Linked DNA regions of Zea mays: region 2 is linked to region 1. The links are chromatin contacts, called in public Hi-C maps. All regions are on one chromosome and are shown on one strand. The core of a region is the stretch at or near the end of the contact, and the rest is flanking DNA. Distances in the headings are between cores, read along the strand shown. Region 1 holds the start of LOC100281023 (Grx_I1 - glutaredoxin subgroup III). Region 2 holds the start of LOC100281720.

Region 1 (3,820 bases), core at 768-3,267:
ACACCTACCTAAACAATCTGACGTCAGAAACATGCACATACAAATCTCTCTTTTTTTTTGAAGAAATACACCAATTAATTAAATTTTAACATAATACCGAATGTTTGTAGTAATGATAAGCACATCCTGTTCTTATAATAACCTTATTTATCTAGAGCAAATACCGATGATGTTTTACGTAAGTCCATTTGCTATCCTAAAATAACTGTCTCTTTTGTTTAGAAAAAAAACGCAGGAATATTTACGCCATCATTTTGCGAGGGAAAAAGTCTGCCTGGTGGCCCAGGCGCTGATCTCAATCTCGCCACCAGCCCAGGTCATCATTTGAGCATTAGTTTTACGTAAGTCCAAATTTTCGTATGCATGCGTCATTTGAGCATTAGTTTGCAGATGATTCGTCCTTTCTTCGAGAAGCTTAATGCATCGTGTCGTGCTGTGGCGTGGCTAATCAGCGACCCAGGTACTACACTTGATGTCTAATCGTGTCATTTCGGCACTATACGACACTAATACTTAACAATATCCATGTCTATTCCACTTTAAGAGCTCAAAAAATATAGAAGATCTTTAAGACTATATATATATAATTTTAAAACTTGAATATTTATACTATTATAAAGTGAATTTATTATGTTTAAAAACATAATAAATTACAATTTACAAATCACATGTGCACATCACAATCACATCTGTATATCACCGGTTGGTTTTAAGTCGTGCCTAATGCGAAAGGACCTCTAGTTGAGTAGATTAGGTGATTAGAGTAGAACTCCTTAGGTTCGGGTTCGACTTTCCGTAGGAGCGAATTTCAAGTTGTGGTTAAAAAATCCACTTGTCTATCCTACGTTAAAACACAGGTCTAAGGCCCGGTCCCAGTCGCGGTCGTTCTCACATGGACTTCGGTGTCGATATGTATGTGTGGGTATGGGTTCGGGGGTTTTTCTCGACCTGTATGAAAAGGTCTTCTTCTTAATAACTGTCTTACCCCTCGTAAGTCGAGTTTTTATGTTGTGCCTAATTGAGCGGGCCACTTAATTGTGCTGGGTGGTGGCCTAAGCACGACATTAGACAAGTGTCGTATCGACATTGACACTATCTACCTGATTGATACCTGCGTGTGTGCAACCGGCCTCACGCGAGCCTGCTCCCGCAGATACAGAGGTTTCACGTGTATCGGCGGATGCAGGACAAAAGCTTCCCGCGAAGACGTGACTGCACCTGTACATGCAGGTCTGGCCACCTGCATACGGGCAAACAAACACGCGCAACAACCTGGTCAACGCATGCCGCATATGCGCGTAACCAAACACACGATATATGAATCGTGTCTGTGCCGTACTGAAGTATCACGAGTCGTGTCGTGCTTAGTGTCAGCTCATTTAGCACGACTTAATTGGTCATCTATAATTTATATTATAGTAAAAAGGGTTAGACAAAATATTTTAGAAAGAATTGAACAAAATCAATTATCCATATGTCTCTAAATTTCATCTTTTTTCCTTAGATTACAATTTCGAAGTTCGAGATTTTCAAATGCCGAATATCAACTTTTAAAAGTCATACGGCGGTTCATAGCACTATTTATATACTTGTCCTTATCCTTACGAGTCACAGCACTGCTGATACAACTCCAAAGCTACCACTCCAAAGCTTCCACGACTCCGCCGTTGCCGGCGGCCGCCGTCACGGGACCCCACGGCGTGGGCGCAGCTTCGTCACCAACCACGTCACCACCTCCCACGCGCTGCGCGTTGGCCGCGCCTGGCCTAGTCATCAGACTCTCCACGTGCTGCCGTCACGGACCGGCCGTCCCGACCAGAGGCCCGGGGGCGTGTCGGGCCCACCGAACCACCTCAACCGCGGCTGACGCCACGCCACGCCACCGCGGCGCGGTTGGCGCGAACCCTGCGGTCGCCGTCGTCCTCTCGGCCTATCTCACACACACTATGACGGCATCCCCGTCCGTCGCTGACCTCACCGCCCTTTATATATCAGGCTGCTACTCCTCCTGCTGCCCATCACACGACGCCACAAATCGCAACTCCCAACCGAAACGAGAACAAGGACGCCGTGTAAAAACTCGCGCGCGCCCCAGGAAGGAGAGGAAGAGGGAGTAATGTACCAGGCCATCCCGTACAGCGCCGGCCGGCCGTGGCCGCGGCCCGCGCCGGCGATGGGCGTCGAGGCCGCGGCGGCGGTGGCGGAGGAGGAGAGGCTGCTCGCGGCTGCACAGCAGCAGCAGCCGTCGGCGGGGGCGGAGGCGGCGGCGAGGGGGGAGGAGGTGCGACGGGCGGTGGCGGAGTGCCCCGTGCTCGTGGTGGGGAAGCGCGGGTGCTGCCTCAGCCACGTGGTGAAGCGGCTGCTGCAGGGTCTCGGGGTCAACCCCGCCGTGCACGAGGTCGCCGACGGCGCCGAGGCGAAGCTTATTGCCGGGGTCGTCGACGGCGGCGGCGACGTTGCCCTCCCGGCCGTGTTCGTCGGGGGCAGGCTCCTCGGCGGCCTCGACCGGCTCATGGCCGTGCACATCTCCGGCGACCTCGTGCCCATACTCAAGGACGCCGGCGCGCTGTGGCTCTGATGAGAGGACCAAGGCGTTCGTAGTCTCGCTCCCCCGTCCATCCTTCCTTGGCCTCTCCATCGTCGTCAGCTCCCCTTGTCCATGTTATTTTTAACTTGTTATTTTTACTCTATTAAATAGACCAGATAGGCATGCATATAGGACTTTTAACTCTTTCGGTAGAAACAGAATATTAGGTAGTTAGAACAATGGAGTACGTGTGTTAAGCGATTTACAGTATATATTTATCTTGGTTTCCCGTCATGTGAATATGAAAGAGTGCTGAAATTACCTGAGCTTTGAGTCCTGGACGTGTCATAATTGCACAGCAGTCAGTACAACTCATGAACGGTACAGGTCATCGGCTGCCGACTGGATTGGGATTTTCCTCCACACAAACCTTTTCTTTTTGCACAGAAAAAAATAGCACAGGTGTTCGACAAGGACGTGCGGATATGTCGTGTGATCATCACTCCCGTGATGTACGCGCGTCAGCTCGACATGATCACATATTAAATTCCGTTTAAGTTTCCTAATCTAGAAATGATTTACCGACACAGCGCCGAGAATTTTGCAACCATGGCACTTCCTTCGGCGGGCTTCAGATTATTGGCACCGCGATCGTCATAATTGAATCCGTGGCATTATAATCTCGACCGTTTTAAAAAATGGCATCGCGCTGCATTGATGGTCATTAGCATTTTTCGTGTGCCCGTCGTGCCCTCGCTCCGTTCGCTCTGTTACTTCTCTGGCCGCCGTCTTCGAGCGTCTTCCATTCTCCCTTCCCTGGCCGTCGTCTTCCTCGTCTCTCTTATCCATGTAGGGGTTGACGAGCGTCTCCGGCGGGTACTGGTCGATGCAGTCCTCCCACGCGCCGGCGTCGGCGAGGTCCCTGGTCACCTCCCAGTAGCAGCTGTTGCACTTGAAGCTGGAGCCGAAGGTGACCATGAGCATCCTGTCCCCGCGCTTGAGCCTCCACTTCGCCTCCATGTAGGAGAGCATGTACCAGAGGCTGCTCGCGGACGTGTTCCCCCACCGGTGAAGCGTCATCCCGGATGGCTCCACGTCGTGGGCGGTGAGCCCCAGGCTCTTCCTCATCGCCTCGATCACCACCGTCCCGCCAGGGTGGAGGCAGAAGTGGTCCACGCCGGCCTTGAAGTCGATCTTGGGGCAGCCGGCGTGCTTGTTGCGCGGGGGGCCTGGCAGGAGCTTGCGGAGAAGGAGGCGGGACGCGAAGAGCGCGAGCTTGCGGGCGAGCAGGAT
Region 2 (3,820 bases), core at 521-3,020, 440 kb after region 1:
GGTGTACAATGGGGATGTAGCTATGCGCTAACGTGTCTGGCAGAGAGGTGCCTGAGCCCTGTGTACATGCCAACGTGGCCGCCGGAGAGGTGCTAGAGCCCTGTGTACGCGATAACGTGGCCGTCAGAGAAGTGCCTGAACCCTGTAGAAGCACAGTTGTCGATGATGCTGGGATCCTGCTGACGTCTCCTTGCTTCCGTAGGGGGCTGAGAACCACCGACGTCATGGACGCATGCGGGGAACCATCATTACCTGTTACCGGGGCGAGCCAGATGGGACACCGGTCTTGTTTCCTCGTAGCCTGAGCTAGCTAGGGGTAGGGTAATGATGTATCCCCTGTGGCGCGGTCAGTCCTAGCCCAAGGTCGGGCGAGACGGAGACTTCTCCTGAGGTCAAGGTCGGGGTCGGGCGAGGACACAATTCCTCCCGAGGCCGAGGCTGAGGCCGAGCCCCGGGGTCGGGCGAGGCGGAGACCTTCTCCCGAGGCCGAGGCCTAAGGTCGGGCGAGGCGGAGCTTCCTGTTGCACCCGAGGCTGAACTTGACTGTTGTCAGTCTCACCCTAGTGGGTGGCACAGCAGTCGGAGCGGGGCGAGCGGCGCTGTTTTCCTGTCAGGTCGGTCAGTGAAAGGGCGAAGTGACTGCGGTCACTTTGACCTTGCCGACTGAGGCACGCGTGTCAGGATAAGGTGTCAGGCGATCTTCGTATTGAATGCGCCTGCGATACGGTCGGTTGGCGAGGCGATTTGGTCAAGGTTGCTTCACAACGAAGCCTGCCCGAGCTAGGCTTCGGGCGAGTCGAGGGTGCGCCCACCGCCTGAGGAGGCCCTCGGGCGAGGCGTGAGTTCGTCCGGGACTACTGTTCCCACCCGAGGCCGGGATCGGGCGAGGCGAGATTGTGTCCCTTGGTAGACGAGGCCTTGACCTGAACCACGCCCATCAGTCTTTACGGTTTGTGCTGATGGTGGTTACCAGCCGTAATTAGGAGTGTTAGGGGTACCCCTAATTACGATACCCGACAAATTTATAACATGTCCTATGCTTATAATGTGTCTAAATTTAATTATATTAATTTATTTAAGTGTTTTGGATCATATACGTTATATATAATATCTGTTTTCTATCTGTCCAAATACTACTTGAACTCGTTGTGTAGCTGACCCGTTTCTTTTTTGCTGTCTATAATTAATCCTAAATTTGACTAAAAATAATTAATTTAGGGCTAGTTTAGAAATCCCAATTTTTCAAGAATTTTCTATTTTCTCAAGAAAAAATAGTTTATTTTCACATAGAAAAATAGGAATCACTCCAGAAATTGAGGTTCTCGAACTAGCACTTAATATACGTTCGTATCCATACTATTTTCACCCTGCTCGTCTGAATGGGGTTAGGAACCAACGTGGCACTGGCCCGATGAGCACACACCACACAGAGATTAGCTGGAGGATATCTTTCGAGTTCTGACGCAGGAATAGAGACGAACAGATAAGCACAGCCCGAGACGCGCTGTTCGAGCCCGGTTCAGAAGCCGGAAAAAACGTGAGAATCACCGCACCCGAATCCACATCCGGCATCCTTTTTGTCTGAAAAAACATTATAAAAAAAGCGAGAGACACCCTCCTCTTGGTCTTTCTCCCCCACCCTGTCCGTCCCCGAAAAGCTCATCGTGCTTATAAATACAGGACCCACCCGTATCGTCGTCCGCTTCCGAATTTCCGATCGAGCTCCAGCCCCCACCGGATACCACCGCCTCCACCAACCGATTCCGTTCCGTCCCCCCGGCCCCGACCTCGTCACCACCGGTCACGCTCGAGCGGGAGGCTTCTCTCGCCACCCACCAGCGGATTCCTACAGCTCCCGCGCCGATCGCGTCGCGGACCCGTCCGGAGGTGATGCTTCCTGAATCCTCTCGCAGCTCGTCCCCCTCCCCCTTCCTCGTCGAATTGTATGGGCGGCGGGTGAGCTCGCTGTGCTCCCGCCCGTGGCCCGTGTGACCGTGTCTGCGCTCACGCGGCGGGCCGGGAAGGAATCGGGTCCCCGAGAGCCGCGATTGGACGTTCGGCCGGCTGTGAGGGGCTGGGGCTGGGTATTATTATACTATGCGTTTGAGCGCGTTTGGTTGGGGCTGGGGAGCATTCCTGCCGCAAGCCGCGCCGGTCGCCGGAGCCCGGAAGCTACTAGAAGACGGGGGCGGTTTTTTTTTCTCTTTTTTTTTTCGCCCGACGAAGGATTCTGTACTGCAGCGGAGTGCTTCCGTCGGTTGATGCAGCTAACCTAATTTCAGAACTCGGAATGTGGGCCGTGAGCTTGGAGTCAACATTTTCGGTGATGGAGCGGCGGAATTGGACTTGCGGTGGGTCGTGGACGTAAATGGTTTGAAATTCGTGCGGCGTAGTATGTTATTCCTTTTCATTTGGGATGGCTGTACAGATTGAGACCCTATAAGCTTCTACGTAGGTGCGGAAAATTTTGCTTGGTAACGAGAGACACTTGGTTGATTGTGGTGAGGAGATAGATGTGACAGTCTGTTGCCATGCTCATTTCTGATTAGCAAACAGACTTGTTTCTATCGACCAGGGAATAGGTTGGACTTTAAATTGTTAAGTCTGAACTTTGGTTTTGGTCTGAAGAGTTTAGTTACAGTACGTTCTTTGTTTTGGTTTTTAAATTCTCTCTTTTTTTTCCCGTTATTCACTAATTCAACTGCTAGCATTGTGGATGTTGGTAGTTTCTGGTTGGGCTTTTTTAGGGTCAAGACTCAAGAGAGGGGAAATGGTTTTTCTACAAAGCATCTAATCTTTTTAAATAAGGAAAGCAACAGCAAATATTTTAGATAAGACAAATTATTACTAAAATGGGTACTAATCTATTTATTTATTCCCAACCATGGGATCTCAATTGTCATAATTTTTAAACATGTACTTTTTTAAAATTTGAATTCTAGATGCACCGAGTGTACTTTAAATTTAAAGTATATGTTTCAAACCGAGTGATCCAGACCATGGGTGCTTCTAGAGTTTCAGATTTGCGGCTTGCTGGTCGGGTTTGGATTATATTCTTATATCTTGCCTCATTCTACCGTAGTAGAACTCGATTTGGAATCCTGCATTTATATTAAATCAATGTTGCCATTTAAATGCAAACCACACCGATGCCACATAGTAGGATCGAAAGGTATTTTTAAAGAGGAAAATGTGTGTAATTGCACAGATGGATGGAACACGAGAGCTCAACAACCACTGTGAGGCTCTCTAGGGTTATGATGAATAAGAGAAGTGGACAAACTGGTGTGCCACTATTCTAATTTCTATGGCTCAATCTGAACCACATGGTTGTCACTTGCGCACACATGGTCATTAGGCCGAACATGGTCCAAACTCCAATTAGGTTTAGACTATGGTGCCTCTTTGCCCAGCATAAGGGGGTGTTTGGTTCCCACCTCCTAAACTTTAGTGAGTCACTTTTAGTCCCTAAAATACCAAACAGTGTGACTAAAATAAGTCTTCCAAATAGAATTTCTAGGGGCTAAAGTTTATGAGGGTGACTAAAGGAACCAAACACCCCCTAAGTTCTCTGAGCCTCTGTTGCTCCCGACTCCAATGTTATTCCAAATCGCGGCAGTGGGAATAATGCTAAGGCACCCTATCTGCAGTTCTGCACCCCTGGACCCTGGTAGTGGCAGATGCACCCTTGCTCAGTGCAAAGGCATAGATTAATAAAAAATGTTCAAGCGACATAAACCTTACAGCTTATTTTGCTGAGTCTTCTATTCCTGCCTTCCTGGTTGACATTTAAATAGCTCACTCAATGTTATTCGCCTAT

What was found. Hi-C and Micro-C count contacts between places; a contact is called where the count stands out from the background.
Region 2: a Hi-C map of bundle sheath shows a contact between it and region 1, with 5 times the contacts expected there. The contact joins the promoter of LOC100281720 here to the promoter of LOC100281023 in region 1. A contact is called at or near these places in 2 of 25 Hi-C or Micro-C datasets (bundle sheath and tassel).

Annotation. Positions count from the first base shown.
Region 1 is chr8:71,020,159-71,023,978 of Zm-B73-REFERENCE-NAM-5.0, forward strand. It overlaps LOC100281023 (Grx_I1 - glutaredoxin subgroup III), which reads left to right and starts at 2,018. Exons shown (of 1, transcript NM_001153942.3): 1 at 2,018-2,853. The coding sequence starts at 2,117. The coding sequence ends at 2,578. It also overlaps the pseudogene LOC103636996.
Region 2 is chr8:71,464,701-71,468,520 of Zm-B73-REFERENCE-NAM-5.0, forward strand. LOC100281720 reads left to right here and starts at 1,771. Exons shown (of 6, transcript NM_001154640.2): 1 at 1,771-1,887.